Regions from separate parts of the Sus scrofa genome. Here regions 1, 2, 3 and 5 are each linked to region 4. A link is a contact called in public HiChIP or PLAC-seq data. All regions are on one chromosome and are shown on one strand. Each heading gives the region's core, a stretch centred on a gene start, on an enhancer-like site or on the middle of the called end of the contact. The rest is flanking DNA. Distances are from core to core; before and after follow the strand shown. Region 1 overlaps ATG7 (autophagy related 7). Region 2 overlaps HRH1 (histamine H1 receptor). Region 3 overlaps ATG7 (autophagy related 7). Region 4 overlaps VGLL4 (transcription cofactor vestigial-like protein 4). Region 5 overlaps HRH1 (histamine H1 receptor).

Region 1 (2,700 bases), core at 155-2,654, 270 kb after region 4:
CGTGCTGTTTGGACAGCTACTAAATGGACGTGATTTGCATTCTCTGATGATCAGCAGCTCTACTGCCTGCTAATTTGTGCCCCATTCAGGGTCTCTCATCAGCCTGCACACCAACCTCCTGGAGATGCCAGGAGTGGCCTCTACAAAAAGCCAGAAAAGGGGTCTGGCTGGCCTCACAGAACTCAGCACCATCCCAGGAACCAGGAAAAGACCACTTACTTTCTTCCTTTTCTTTCTTCTTTCTGTCTGTCTGACTGTCAATAAAAGATCCCACTTGTTAGCAGCAGAGAAAAAAATAGCATGCTAAGATTTACAATGAAAAAGTATTCTCTACTTTTCTCTCAAGGTGTTCAGAGTGAGGAGAAGCTTGCCTCTGTGTGGGAAGGAGGTGATGATAAGTGGAACCATGAGGGGGGCAGCGGGGAGGCTCAATAACATTTCATTTTGATCTGTGTGCCAGGCAGGTGAATGGTGTTCATTTTGTGATAATCCAAGATATATACTTAATGATTTAAGTGTGATTTTCTGTGTTTTATATACAGATAAAAATGGCAAATTAAAGATATTCCCGAAGTTCCCGTCGTGGCGCAGTGGTTAACGAATCCGACTAGGAACCATGAGGTTGTGGGTTCGATCCCTGCCCTTGCTCAGTGGGTTAACGATCCGGCGTTGCCGTGAGCTGTGGTGTAGGTTGCAGATGAGGCTCGGCTAGGATCCAGCATTGCTGTGGCTCTGGCGTAGGCTGGTGGCTACAGCTCCGATTGACCCCTAGCCTGGGAACCTCCATATGCCGCAAGAGCGGCCCAAGAAAATGGCAAAAAGACAAAAAAAAAAAAGATATTCCCTTTATAGAGAGAAAGTGGCTTATACACATCACTGCCCACTTGCAGAATCCCATTCACGTACACTGGGCCAGAGACTTTTATAAAAAGAACAAACCTAGAGGCCTATTTTCTCACCTTCAAATGGTTTTTTCCCACAGTTTTCAAATTCGGTAACAGATTTTCTTTTCAGGCTGAGTATCACTGAATTTCAGGGCCTCATCAAGCCTGTTTCTGCATGTGCCAATCTCTGGATGGGCCAAATTCTGCCTATGGCCCCAAAGGAAGAAGAGCAACTAAGTCATCCTCAGGCCTCAGGCCTGATGCAGAGGAGAGCACAGGCTGAGGTCCTCTTCCCACATTACAAAAGGAGTTGCTGGTGGGGGTGGCATGTGACTCCCCGGCCAAGGACAAGCACTATTCTACCACGGCTCATTCTACAGGGGCCAAGTAATAAGCACTGTCCTTCGGGCAGGTGAGGAAAAAAAAAAAAAAAAGCCCAGGGAGCGTCACAGGCCCCTCTCTGGATACAAAGCACACAAAGGGGTTTACCAAGTTCCACTGCAGCAGGAAGTCATTTGTCAGGAGAGCCAGGAAGAGGAGGGGGGGAGGTGCTGAGTCTGCATTGCAACACAGCCCAGTGTTTTTGTGGAAACGACATCCTGCTAATCAAAACACAGTCGCATAAATGGACTCACTCCATTTCAGAAAAGAGAGAAATAAAAGAAATGTAAAGCCTATAAAAAGGTACCACACAACCCTGATTAATTTTAAAGTTCTTTCTCTGCTGTCGTTTTTAGAAAGTAGCTAAAAATAAAGGCTTGAAACTTGAAATAATGTAAGCAAGTAATCACACACACACTGGGCTTTTTCCATATATGGCTGCATTATTCTTCAGCCTTTGAAAAGGCCAAATGAAGAGATGGCCAACAACCAAAATAATCCTTCAGACACTTAACAACGAGGAGAAAGAACCAGAAGAGCGGGTGAATGACAAACAGTTGCAAGGCTCAATGGGGGTAAATAACATGACAGGGATTAGTTGCCATAGTACTTTAAAAACATGGGCACATGCATTTTGACACTGAACCCCTTCTATAAAGGGACTGATTTGCTCTCTGGCCTCAGCACTGAGAAAACTACAACTGCAGTAATTTAACATAAAAGACTTAAAGAAGGAAACCAGTGCAGGGGCATGACTGAAAATTTAATTAAGGCCCTTCTCTGTATGAAATCTGTAAAGGAGAGGAGGGCACATCTCAAGGGCAGAAGGAGGGAAGGAGATGAGAGACATGCAAAAAGGGGAAGAGGCAAGGGATTCAAATGAGCACATCAACTGCACAGGTTGGCTCTGGAGGACAGCTCCTGTGATGGAGGTTATGACAGTGTCTGCTGGGTCCTACTTGAAATGTCTCTGCAGAAGAGATTAACACATTCATTTCAAATAAATGACACACTGGAAAAGTCACATTTGTCTTGTGTTTCCTGGTTTACAAAAAGCCTCATCAAAGACAATTCTGGACGCAAGGCAAAGCACCGGCTTTTACTGATAGGACACTGAGGCTGAGGGAGGGTCAGTGACCTAACACAAGTCTATGATGGGCGGCTCAGGAGTAGCAATTCAAAGTCAGCTCTCCTGATATGCAGGCTGCACTATTTCCAGTCATAAAACCTCAGGAGAGCACTGGTCAGAGGGCCAGGTTTAGGTGTAGATGTCGGCATATTCACTACCTCTCTCTGTGACCATGGACAAGCAATCTCCCTTCTTCTGAGTCAGACCCTCAAGTGGAAAATGACAGGCCAGGCAAGGGGAGGCAGAGAGAGACAAATGTGATCTGTGACTCACCCAGCTCTGCACTCCTGTGCGAGTCTGTCCTCA
Region 2 (2,700 bases), core at 117-2,616, 380 kb after region 4:
TATTATTATTATTATTATTATTTTGTCTTTTTTTTTTTTCTTTTCTAGGGCCGCTTCCCGAGCACATGGAGGTTCACAGTCTAGGGGTCGAATCGGAGCTGTAGCCGCGGGCCTATGCCAGAGCCACAGCAATGCAGGATCCAAGCCACGTCTGTGACCTACACCATAGCTCATGGCAGCGCCGGATCCTTAACCCACCGAGCAAGGCCAGGGATCAAACCCGCAACCTCATAGTTCCCAGTTGGATTCGTTTCCACTGCGCCATGACAGGAACTCCTTTAGTGCCATTTAAATGAAAGCAAACTACTGGCTGGTACTAGGTTTTGGATAAAATGCATCACATAGTTTCTTTTAAAGGTTAGCACAGCAATATGTTAACACATAATTTCTTAGTTAATCAGCAGAACTGGAAGTATGGAAACCTTCCCCCCGCCCCGTACCTCTCTGGTTTTCTTTCATCTTATAATTTGACTTTAAGAGTTTGGGAGGCTGGACTTGTTCGTTTGCCTGCCCCTTTCCTTCCCCACCCCAGGTGGGACAGGCTGAGGTTTCTAAAAACAGGCAACACAGGAAAGGGAAGCTAAAGAATAATCATCCTTAATGGCAAAGAAAAGAAGCATAAAAAGCCCAGCTCCATTACCTCTTACCCTCAAGCAAGAAAAGCCATGAAGAAAAAAGAAAAGTAATGTTTCTACCTACCTGCACTGGACTGGGAGGTTTTCCTCATTAATCCTTACAGTGCTGATGACCTCACAGTGAAGGAATCGTTCTTGCCCTGATTTAAAGATGTGGAAAGAGACTTCTGGAGTTTAGTGGTTGCCTTGCACTAAGCTCCAAGGGTTGGCAAGTGACGTCATTTAAAGGCCCAAGTGACACCCACCTTCTAAGACGTTTGAATGAGCTGCATGCCACCCCCGCCCCACCTCATCCTCTTTTTCATTATGGTGAGAGAGGGAAGTGAATAAACACTTTAAATAAAGATTTCATGTAATTGGAAATATGAACATCCGTGCTAACTTTAGTCAAGGATGTGGCAAACGCAGCACCAGTCCCAGCACACATACACATATCATTTCAGGACATGATGAATAATGCTTTCTTGCTGTTCCAAATCCCTGGAGATTAAGCTGAGAGAAAGGCACTCTCAAAGACCAAAGTTATCCAGGCTGTCCTCTTCTTAAGAAAAAAAGAAATTACGATATTGAAGTAAATAAAAGAACTGGCAGGAGAGAAAGGAGAGGCATACACAGTGTTTATAAGACAGAGCTCTTAGGTGAACAGGACTTTCTTTAATGTCTCTGTCTCCTTCAGTCAAGTGACTGGGAGCCTGACTGCAGTGGCCACCCCAGCCCCACATGTGGGGCTCTTTAGCGCCACCTGCTGGTTAAGCCTCCCCTTGGTTCTCTAACAGAGCAGGACCCTGTGAGGACCCCTAACTCATGTCCTCCTCCTGCCTTTTTGTCTGTAGAACAAGTTTAGTCAAAGAATCAATTTAATCAGAGAAGTGAGAAAATAGAAAAAGGAAAACAGTCAAGCAAGACAGAATAATAGTAGTTTAGCCATTCAACAAAGTCCAGGACCTTTAGTAAGTTCTTTAAGGACTATAGGTAATATGCTGCGCCATGTCCTCGGAGCTGTTTTGGAGGTGCTGAAGCCTCCACCAGGTGGAGAAGTCAACTGTGTGCTTCCCATAAGCACGCAGACCCCAGACCGGCTGGAATGAGAAAGTTGATGATGCTGATTCCCAACCACCTCAGCACCCACCAATCAGGAAAACATCCATGAGCTGATCACCCCCTGCTCCTCAAACACTATAAGACTCCTCACTACCCCCTCCAAGGTGGGGGGGGGGCGGGGCGCGCACAGTCTTTGAGGCACTGGCCTGCTGAGCTCCCCTCTCTGCCTGGGAATTAGAGCTACTTTTTCTATTTCCTTCAACTATTTCTTTTTTTTTCTTTCTTTCTTTCTTTTTTTTTTTTTTTTTTTTTGGCTTTTTGCTATTTCTTGGGCAGCTCCCGCGGCATATGGAGGTTCCCAGGCTAGGGGTCGAATGGGAGCTGTAGCCGCCAGTCTACACCAGAGCCACAGCAACGCGGGATCCGAGCCGCGTCTGCAAACTACACCACAGCTCACGGCAATGCCGGATCGTTAACCCACTGAGCAAGGGCAGGGATCGAACACGCAACCTCATGGTTCCTAGTCGGATTCGTTAACCACTCGCCACAATGGGAACTCCCCTTCAACTATTTCTTCATCTTTCTATTTGGCATTGGTGTACAGAGGCAGCTGCTATTTCAGCAATAATTCTGGACCCAGATTGGTCAGGGATATGTGTGCAGTGGGACACAGGTGTGTGAATCAGTCTGGCTGCTGGTTCCATTCTGATATTCATTCATTCATTCATTCATTCATTCATCGTCTATCTACCCACCCATTCTCCCTTCCTTCCATCAATCCATCCACCCAACCATAAAGTCTTTATTGAGGTATCAGGTACAGATGTTATAACAGGAAAAGGATAAACAATCCCTGTCCAAATGGAGCTTACAGCCTATATTGGTGGCTCACAACCTTGGCTGCCTGGAGAGCTTCTAAAACATACTAAGACATCTGCTTCAAGGAAGATGGGGTACAGGTACTTTTCCCTATTCTTCTGCTAAGTACACTTAAAAACCCTGGACATCATGTTTAAAACAAACC
Region 3 (2,700 bases), core at 187-2,686, 310 kb after region 4:
AAACAAAAAAGAATTCAGAACTGTTACTACTTATAATTTGTATGACTTCCTTACTTTTTTTTTTTTTTTTTTTTTTTTTTGGCTCACAGCATGTGGAAGTTCCCAGGCCAGGAACTTGCACAACAACATCAGTGACCAGAGCCATAGCAGTGACAACCTCAGATCCTTAATCCACTGGACCACAAGGGAACTCCATGATTTCTTCACTATTCTTACATTAAATTTAAAAATGGGTTCTCTAGGAGTTCACACTGTGATACAGTAGGTTAAGAACCTGACTGCAATGGCTTGTGTCACTGCGAAAGTGCAGGTTCGATCCCCGGCCTGGCGCAGTAGATTGAATGATCTGGTGTTGCCACAGCTGTGGCATAGTTCACAGCTGAGGCTCAGATTCAGTCCCTGGCCTGGGAACTTCCATATGCCATGGGTATAGCCATTTAAAAAAAAAAAAAAAAAAAAAAGGTTCACTAACACGTAGCACAGAACTTTGACAAGAACTTCAGAACCACAGTCTTGGAGACTATAATTAATAACTCTAGCCTAAGCTTTCTCCCGTTACAGATAAGAAATCATAAGACAAAAATAAAATGTCATTTCAAATTAAAACATCTCTGTACTCAAGATGCCATTGATATTTTAAGAAAATTAGGTGTACTTTAAACTTATTCATAACTTTTTAAAAATACTACATGTGACCATAATATTTAATCTATCACATCTGCTTCCATAAAATCTACATCCAATAGGACATACCCCAAATTAATGAGAAAAAATTTAGGGGAAAATTAGGTCCTGTTTTCCCATAGTTGGACAAACAGGAGAAGCACATTAAGGACAGGAATTAAAAGGAGGAGAGCTCCCTCTCTCCACAGCGTTTGCAGCCTCCTTCAGCCAGCTGCCTGAATCCTGGGATGAGCAAAGGAGAGGAGCTTGGCTACACCAAGGAAGATACAGGATATTCAAATTTCTTATAATATTGTAATTGCCACTATGGGATGTTTAGAAATACTGAAAGATACTACCATACTAATACCTTCAGTTTACATTTCAATATATAATAACTATAAAGTTTTATTTATTATAACATTTAATTTATGGCTCAGAAGGAAAACATTAATTTACATGTAAAAAACAGGAACATTCGCCTTGCTTAAATAATCCACACTCAGTATCAAGTGTAAAGCTGTACTGCCGGCACTGCTGCACTAAAACTCCTTTTTCACATGGAAATGCAGGGTGTCCTGGGCTTGCCAGGTTTGCCCAGCACCAGTGGTATGTATCATTGGGAGCTGGGAGTAATTCAGTGACTTTATCTTAAAAATGTAAAGAAAAGTGCCTTCCCCAAACAGTGGTTGGCAGGAGTAAGTGAGCAACGTGTGAGGTGGCTGGTGGCCTGCCCAGTGCAGGCCAGGCACCCATGACTGGTCAGTTCATGCTCACCTCACTCCCCTGGAGCTGCCCTCTAGTTTATCTTAATAAAACAAAGGTGTGGCACCTAAGTTAACTTCACTAACTTGGAAGCTATTTTAGAATGTGCCAGAAGAGGGTGCTAAACCAAATGCAAATTCCTAAACAAGGCAGAGAGGCCAAACATCTAAGGCTCTAAACTACCAAGTAAACAGCTTCCTCTTGCCTGACCAAGCAGGGTGTTCTCTAGATCTTTCTAAGAAGTCTGTTGAAGACATTCTTCAGTGCTGACAGAGAATCACTGATAAAGTGTCCTCAGAGCCAATCCTGAATCCTTTGGACTCTGGTCTCTGAAAATGACATCTCGAAAGAGATTTTAGGAGTTCCTGTTGTGGCTCAGTGGTAACAAACTTGACTAGTATCCATTAGGACGCGAGTTCGATCCCTGACCTCATTCAGTGGGTTGAGGATCCGGCGTTGCCATGATCTGTGGTGTAGGTGGCAGATGTATCTTGGCACTGGGGTTGTTGTGGCTCTGGCATAGGCTGGCAGTTAGAGCTCTGATTCGATCCCTAGCCTGAGAACTTCCATATGCCACAGGTGCAGCCCTAAGAAGCAAAAAAAAAAAAAGAGAGAGAGATTTTAAACTCCCCACTCCCATCCCCCTAAAACAAATAAATACATACTTTAAGGCACATGACCCATGCATTAAAGAAAGCAATGTGCCTTGGGACAATAAAGATGTTGTAAGGAGCAAATTAAACAACGATAGTATATAAAAGTAATTTGGAAAACATGTATGTCATAGAAATCTGAGGGATCATTTGGAAAGAGTTCTGAGCTTTGGGTACAATAGGAAATTAACGTAAGTTAGCATTTAATAAGCAAGTATAAGATGACACCACTACACCTGTCTTTTACACAGGACTCAGATTCCTCATCTGGGGCACTCCATGAGGTGGGTATTATTATCTTTATTTTACTCAAATTTGAATATGTTATTACGTCTTTGTGACATGTCCATAAATATACATAAATGCAGGTGTATGTATCTATACACTCACACACCTATACATATAAAGTATCTGGGAGCCCACATTTCTTAAATTATGAAAGGGGAATGAGAGCTGACGTCTACCTACAGCACAAGATCAAATGGAGAATATTAAACATGGAAGGAGAAAGGGCACTTTTGCTGACTGGTTTCCTACACAGAGAATAGGATCACATACAATTTTGTGTAACAAATAAATATGTAGGTGCATTAATACTTTATTCTTCCTATAAGAAGGG
Region 4 (2,700 bases), core at 23-2,522:
AGCTTGTCTCTGTGGAGGCCCTGATTTGATCCCTAGTCTGCCCAGTGGGTTAGGCATTGCTGCAACTGTGGTGTAGGTCACAGCTCCCACTCAGATTTAGTCCCTAGCCCAGGAACTTCCATATGCCCCCGGGAGGTGGCTGAAAAAAGGGAAAAAAAAATTTGTAAGTTTTTGGTTTATAGTATAGCACACCCCTTGATATTTTCTGAATTTCCTGATAGCATACAACAGTATCAGTATAGAAACATTTCCTATGGTGATTAGTCTATTTACAATGCCAAAAGCTAACTACCATCTCCAAAGATAAAACTATTTTCCCCCTTACTTTGTTAGCAAGTTTTTCCTGTGCTGAAGGCTCTGAACATTCAGCGATTTACTTGTTCGCTAAGCACCGCTTGCACTGGATACTGGTTATATGAAGTTTAAGCTCCCAGCCCTTCCTGTCAGGAGTGACATGGTGCTATGCTACTCTATTGGCCTCCAATACACAGACAGAACAGCTTTCCTATATGCAAAGTGAAAATAATTTTATCCCCACCCCCCCCCCCATCATTTCCAGTAGGCTTTCTGTCTTGGATACATATTCTTACTTGTTTAAGCTTCTCTCTTTCTCTTCCCCTCATTTTTTAGAAGGTTATAATATTAGTGAATAAGACACTCTAAATGTAGTTCTGGCAACTATTTTGGGAGCCACAGACCATTATTTAATCCCTGTGAGCCTCAGTTTCTGCTGCTGTAAAAAGTGATACCATCCCTGCCCAGTTTATGTGAGTTGTTTATGAGGGTTGTGAGGGAAGGTATATATAACATGGCATCAGCATTTTAAATATACAGTGAAAGTGTAAATGGACATTGTAAAATAACTTTTCAAAGAGAAAGAAAGAAAAAAAAAAAAAAGAATAAAATGTGTGGTATGTGTCCCACAGCAAAACAGTTAAGAGTTTCTGAAGCCCCAAAGTGAAGCTACACCAGAGTTAAATTCCATGGAAGTTTGCTTCCATGAAGGATTTTTGACTTTTTACTCAGGTCCTGAAAAAGCAACTTCCTGGGTTTTCTTTTCCTCCTACGGTCTCTCAGTGGCAGGGCTGCTTCCTGTCCAGAGCAGCCCTGCCCCAGCCTCTCTCTCTGTGCGGACTCTCCACCTCCTCTTTTTCTTTCAAACACTTAATACATTTAGAGCCTGATCTTGTGCAGAAAATATCCCTGACATTTGAGGAGCCCCGGGGATGCAGTGAGCATGCTCTGTGCTCCCTCCCGCTGGGAAGAGGAAGCTCATTTGCATACGAGTCATACCAGGCATAGTGGCGTGTGGGCGCCGCGGACTTGCAGCGGGCTGTGAGGGACGCGGGCGCCGCTTTGTCCTAGGAAATGTGCTTCGTGGTTTTCTTCCTTGCTCCTTCCTTACGTCGAAGAAAGCTTCATCAGGACTTCTGAAACGATTTTTAAATGCTTGATTGAGGATCCAGGACGTGTACCGTCTACAAATAAACCCTTGAAGGGTTTTCTGCAGTTCAATTTTTTGCGAGTGCGTTCTTTTTTCTTTCTTTCTTTCTTTTTTTTTTTTTTTTTTTAGCTTACTTTGTTTTGATCAGCTGAGGCTGGGCCTCCGTCTTTGTGAAGTTTCAAGAGAAGAGCCAGGAGCTACTCAGCAATAATTGCTTTTTGAAACGTACTCTTTCAGGGCGAAAGCAAAGAGCTGGTTTTCTGCGCTAGCCCAATAAATGCTATTTATGAAGATGGACCTGTTGAACTACCAGTACTTGGACAAGATGAACAACAATATCGGCATTCTGTGCTATGAAGGTAGACGTTCCCTTCTAGAAATTGCTACCCTGTTGCTTTGGTCAAGGCCACTCCTCCTTTCCGGTCCTGATGGACTTCTGTGCATTTTGTTCTCTTTCTTGGGACCTTAGCATGCCTTGAAAGGAGAGCGGTTCTTAGGTGCTGTTTCAGGACAAAGTTTGTTGTTTTGATCAGAGGCTTCAGGGGTTACAGTGGAGAGGGCGGGGGCGGGGCGGGGAGGTGTTGAAATATACATTGTTAAAAGTTTGCTTTATGCTTGCTACATACTAACTTTTCACTCTTTTAGCGTTTTTACAGTGTATTTCTTTTTTTTATTTCCGTTGGTGTTTTTTTAGAGGAAGAACTTCTAGGACCCAAGTAAAAAGTGAAACATGTCCGGTTCTCTCTCTCTCTTTTTGATACTCATTTTAAACACACACCATCTACATACAGTATTCCTGTTGTATTCCAACAGCCAGCAAGCACTTTGCATTTTCCTGTAGAGGGGAACAGAAAGTTACAGTGAGTTTTTGTTTTCGGGAGCGATTGTCCCAAACAATGAAGAATTTTTCTATTCAGTTTGGGGGACTGGGAGGGCACCCATGTCACAGAGCACAGACTGGCTCTTTGTCTGATTTACCATTTCCTGTTCAGCTCTGGGAGAGTTCTGACATTGAACGATGTTCCTCCACAGTTCCTCCACACTCTGGTCCCTTGTGGAAGTGATTGCACAACGCACCAACCAGAAAGCTAAATCCAAAAAAAAAAGGGAAGAAAAGAAAAAAAAAAAAAAAGAGCCCTGAATTCTTACTGTTTATTACCTCCTGCTAACCGTGAGGTATTTCCCCACTGTCCTGTAGTATTTCAGGCTGTCTGTTAGTAGCAAGGAGAGAAAAAGCGGTTCCTTAATCTGTTGAA
Region 5 (2,700 bases), core at 164-2,663, 460 kb after region 4:
GGTCACAGACATGGCTCAGATCCTGGCAATTGCAGCTCCGATTAGATCCCTAGCCTGGGAACCTCCATATGCCATGGGAGCAGCCCTAAAAAGACAAAAAAAAATTACGATTCCCTTTTTACAGAGGTGGAAACTGAGGCCAGGGAGGTTAACATGCTTCCTCCCAAGCCAAAGAGATAACTATTTAGGGCATTAGGATGTGCATCCAGGTCAAAACTCTGAAACCCCAACTATTGCCACCAAACCCACCTGCCTCTAGGGTCTTGCACTTTTAAAAATTATCTTCACTTTGGAGATCTTCCACAAAGTAGCATGCAGCACGCCCTCAAGGAGCCTCCACACTAATTCAAGAAAATATCATCTCACAAAAAGCACTCATCACATGGGGTGAGTCAGAAATTAATGTGCAGGGTTAATATAGCTTCCAATTTTTAAAATCCAGGGGGATTTATTTTGAAACATGACAAAAATAACTCCCAATTTCTTGGGGGGGAAGAAATCCATATAAAAGAGTTATTTATTCATTGGTTTCTTTAATGAACACTCCTAAGGTGCCAGGTTCTCCTATAAATGCTTTTCAAATATTAATTCTTTCCAACCTCACGACTCATTTTATTCTCATAACAATCCTGTAAGTTAACACACTCACTCACCCTGCCTTCTCACTGAGGGAATCAAGGCAAAGACAGATTGGACGGCCTGCCTGGGACATATTTTGGAAAGCTGTGGAGCCAGGATCTGAGTCGACATGGCTGGAACCTTTGCTTTTAACCAGAAACTGAATTACATGCATTCTTTATACAATGGAGTTTATAAATATAAGTCCATTTTGTCTATGTCTCTTTTTACCTCACATGAACTTGTCTTCAGGAGATGGTCTGATTTAAATGCAGAATTCAGGGTTTCCCCTAAATCTACTTTGGGGAGACCTTGGGAGATGCTTCGCAGTTAGCCCATCATGCTCCAGGGAGGCTGACTCTGAGCTCACTCAGGGGTTCATGTTAGGCCCATCAGGGTGCACCCACCATGCAAGCAGTTAAATGTCAAGGAAAAAGGAAAGAAAACAGGCTTCCATTAAAGCCCAGCATCAACACTCATGTGCGCAGAACCTCTGGCTGGAATGGCAGGCTGGCAAGGGAGCTGGGGGAGAGGGCCGGGAGGATGGATTTATGGAGTGATGATTCTCTCCAGGGACAGAAAAAAAAAAAAAAAGCCAGCTAGTAAATAAATCAAGTTCTCCTGAAAGAATAAACCCAGCGAAAACTGCCTAGAAACTTTGAAAGAAAGAAAAAAAAAAAAAGCGAGAAAAAGAAGGGGGAAGCAGTTTACGAACTATTATGATTTATGCTCTGAGAATCACTGAGCCTCGCCATACAGACGCCCATTGCTCTCCTCCCCTCATGCTCTGCCATGTGACCTGCTGTGACTCTGATGCTCAGCCACTGGAATAGGCAGAAAGTTCAACACCCCAACAGACAGCTGGAAGGAGACCCGCTGCCGAGGATGGGGTGTCCAGGTTGCAAAGCCTGAGGCCTGCAGTAGAAAACCACCTGAATGGTGCCCCCTGGAGTTGTGAGCTCTGCCTCTGAAGACGTAGAGCAATTGTGGATCTGATGATGCAGGGGACAGAGATGAGGGAAAGAAACAGGTCAGGGACATTGAGGGAAATATGTGAGAAGAAAACTGAGTGAGACCTTCATTGTACACCTAAGCCCACAGAGGTTAGAGGGTGATAATTTACTGTGAAACCATTACAACCATTCACAGCCAGAAACCTTGTTTTCCTAGTCTGAGTAATGGGGGTAACAGCAGCTACTTTGTGGCTTTGTTATGGGGTTAAGAGAGATGATCCAAGTTAGCCCAGGGCCTGGCACCTTAGAAAAGAGGACTGAGGGACTATTCGGCTAAGAAGCTTGTCAAAATCTAGCTACCCTGGGGTCACAGGGAACTGGCTGGAGGGTGTGGCCCCAGGTCCTAAAGATTCCAGGCAAACTGCTGTCACAGAGATGGAAAGGGGAGGCATGCATGGAGTCAGGTCCCTCCACTGCAGGCACTGGGGAACAGAAATTCACTGCCAGGACACTGTCTGCAGACGAAGCAATTTTAGAAGCAGGAGGAGATGGACACCAGACTTTCCCCCTGCATGGAACTCCCTTCATCTAGGATCACAGGTTTGGAGAACCCTCCTTGGAGACCAAGGCTGGTTCTTCCGCCATGGTCAGGACAGCTGGGTGCACAGCTTCTGCCAACTTCCTCCCAAGGCCGCCTGAGCTGCTTTTTGTTGGAAAGTTCCTCCTTGGAGTGAGCTGAAACCAGCTATCCTCCCCACCCTGCGCTGGGCTCCCACCCACTGGGGGCCCACTCATGAGTTCTCAAACACTTGACCAAAACAACACCCAGCTTACACAATCTCTTCTAGAGAACTGAACAAGTGGGAACAAGGTCCACCTTGTTTTGTGAGGCCAGCGTAACCTTGACACCAAAGTCTGATAAGTAAACACCAGAATGGAAAAATCACCAGTGCATCTCACTCATGAACTCATGATCCTAAAGCCCGCAACAAAAACATCGGGAGACAGAATCCAGCAATGAAGATGCGACAGGACAGCCCACACTGATTTTAGGGGGAGGGAGTGGGAGGGATCGGGAGCTTGGGCTTATCAGACACAACTTAGAATAGATTTACAAGGAGATCCTGCT

The links. HiChIP or PLAC-seq counts read pairs in DNA pulled down with a chosen protein or histone mark.
Region 1: a contact with region 4 is called in an H3K27ac HiChIP or PLAC-seq map of alveolar macrophages. The contact joins two enhancer-like sites. A contact is called at or near these places in 1 of 5 promoter capture datasets (liver), 18 of 47 Hi-C or Micro-C datasets (adipocytes, adipose tissue, alveolar macrophages and 12 more) and 2 of 2 datasets of contacts at active chromatin or transcription factors (alveolar macrophages and skeletal muscle).
Region 2: a contact with region 4 is called in an H3K27ac HiChIP or PLAC-seq map of alveolar macrophages. The contact joins two enhancer-like sites. A contact is called at or near these places in 7 of 47 Hi-C or Micro-C datasets (alveolar macrophages, embryonic fibroblasts, fetal liver and 4 more) and 1 of 2 datasets of contacts at active chromatin or transcription factors (alveolar macrophages).
Region 3: a contact with region 4 is called in an H3K27ac HiChIP or PLAC-seq map of alveolar macrophages. The contact joins two enhancer-like sites. A contact is called at or near these places in 1 of 47 Hi-C or Micro-C datasets (embryonic fibroblasts) and 2 of 2 datasets of contacts at active chromatin or transcription factors (alveolar macrophages and skeletal muscle).
Region 5: an H3K27ac HiChIP or PLAC-seq map of alveolar macrophages shows a contact between it and region 4. The contact joins two enhancer-like sites. A contact is called at or near these places in 2 of 47 Hi-C or Micro-C datasets (embryonic fibroblasts and subcutaneous adipose tissue) and 2 of 2 datasets of contacts at active chromatin or transcription factors (alveolar macrophages and skeletal muscle).

Annotation. Positions count from the first base shown.
Region 1 is chr13:67,502,660-67,505,359 of Sscrofa11.1, reverse strand. The region is part of intron 17 of ATG7 (autophagy related 7); the gene reads right to left. Among named protein-coding and RNA genes, the nearest start is that of ATG7, 86 kb to the right of the region's middle. Within about 2 kb of position 1,404, at least 47 of the 83 cell types and tissues checked have an H3K27ac peak or open chromatin away from gene starts, as enhancers often do. A contact at or near this core is called in adipose tissue, alveolar macrophages, brain and 7 more, where this site is marked.
Region 2 is chr13:67,392,542-67,395,241 of Sscrofa11.1, reverse strand. All of the region lies in intron 1 of HRH1 (histamine H1 receptor), which reads right to left. It also overlaps a transcript of ATG7 not described here. Among named protein-coding and RNA genes, the nearest start is that of ATG7, 24 kb to the left of the region's middle. Within about 2 kb of position 1,366, at least 8 of the 83 cell types and tissues checked have an H3K27ac peak or open chromatin away from gene starts, as enhancers often do. A contact at or near this core is called in alveolar macrophages and retroperitoneal adipose tissue, where this site is marked.
Region 3 is chr13:67,471,632-67,474,331 of Sscrofa11.1, reverse strand. All of the region lies in intron 10 of ATG7 (autophagy related 7), which reads right to left. Among named protein-coding and RNA genes, the nearest start is that of ATG7, 55 kb to the right of the region's middle. Within about 2 kb of position 1,436, at least 10 of the 83 cell types and tissues checked have an H3K27ac peak or open chromatin away from gene starts, as enhancers often do. A contact at or near this core is called in alveolar macrophages, where this site is marked.
Region 4 is chr13:67,777,428-67,780,127 of Sscrofa11.1, reverse strand. The region is part of intron 2 of VGLL4 (transcription cofactor vestigial-like protein 4); the gene reads left to right. Among named protein-coding and RNA genes, the nearest start is that of VGLL4, 94 kb to the left of the region's middle. Within about 2 kb of position 1,272, at least 70 of the 83 cell types and tissues checked have an H3K27ac peak or open chromatin away from gene starts, as enhancers often do. A contact at or near this core is called in adipose tissue, alveolar macrophages, brain and 8 more, where this site is marked.
Region 5 is chr13:67,319,609-67,322,308 of Sscrofa11.1, reverse strand. The region is part of intron 1 of HRH1 (histamine H1 receptor); the gene reads right to left. It also overlaps a transcript of ATG7 not described here. Among named protein-coding and RNA genes, the nearest start is that of ATG7, 97 kb to the left of the region's middle. Within about 2 kb of position 1,413, at least 17 of the 83 cell types and tissues checked have an H3K27ac peak or open chromatin away from gene starts, as enhancers often do. A contact at or near this core is called in alveolar macrophages, embryonic fibroblasts and subcutaneous adipose tissue, where this site is marked.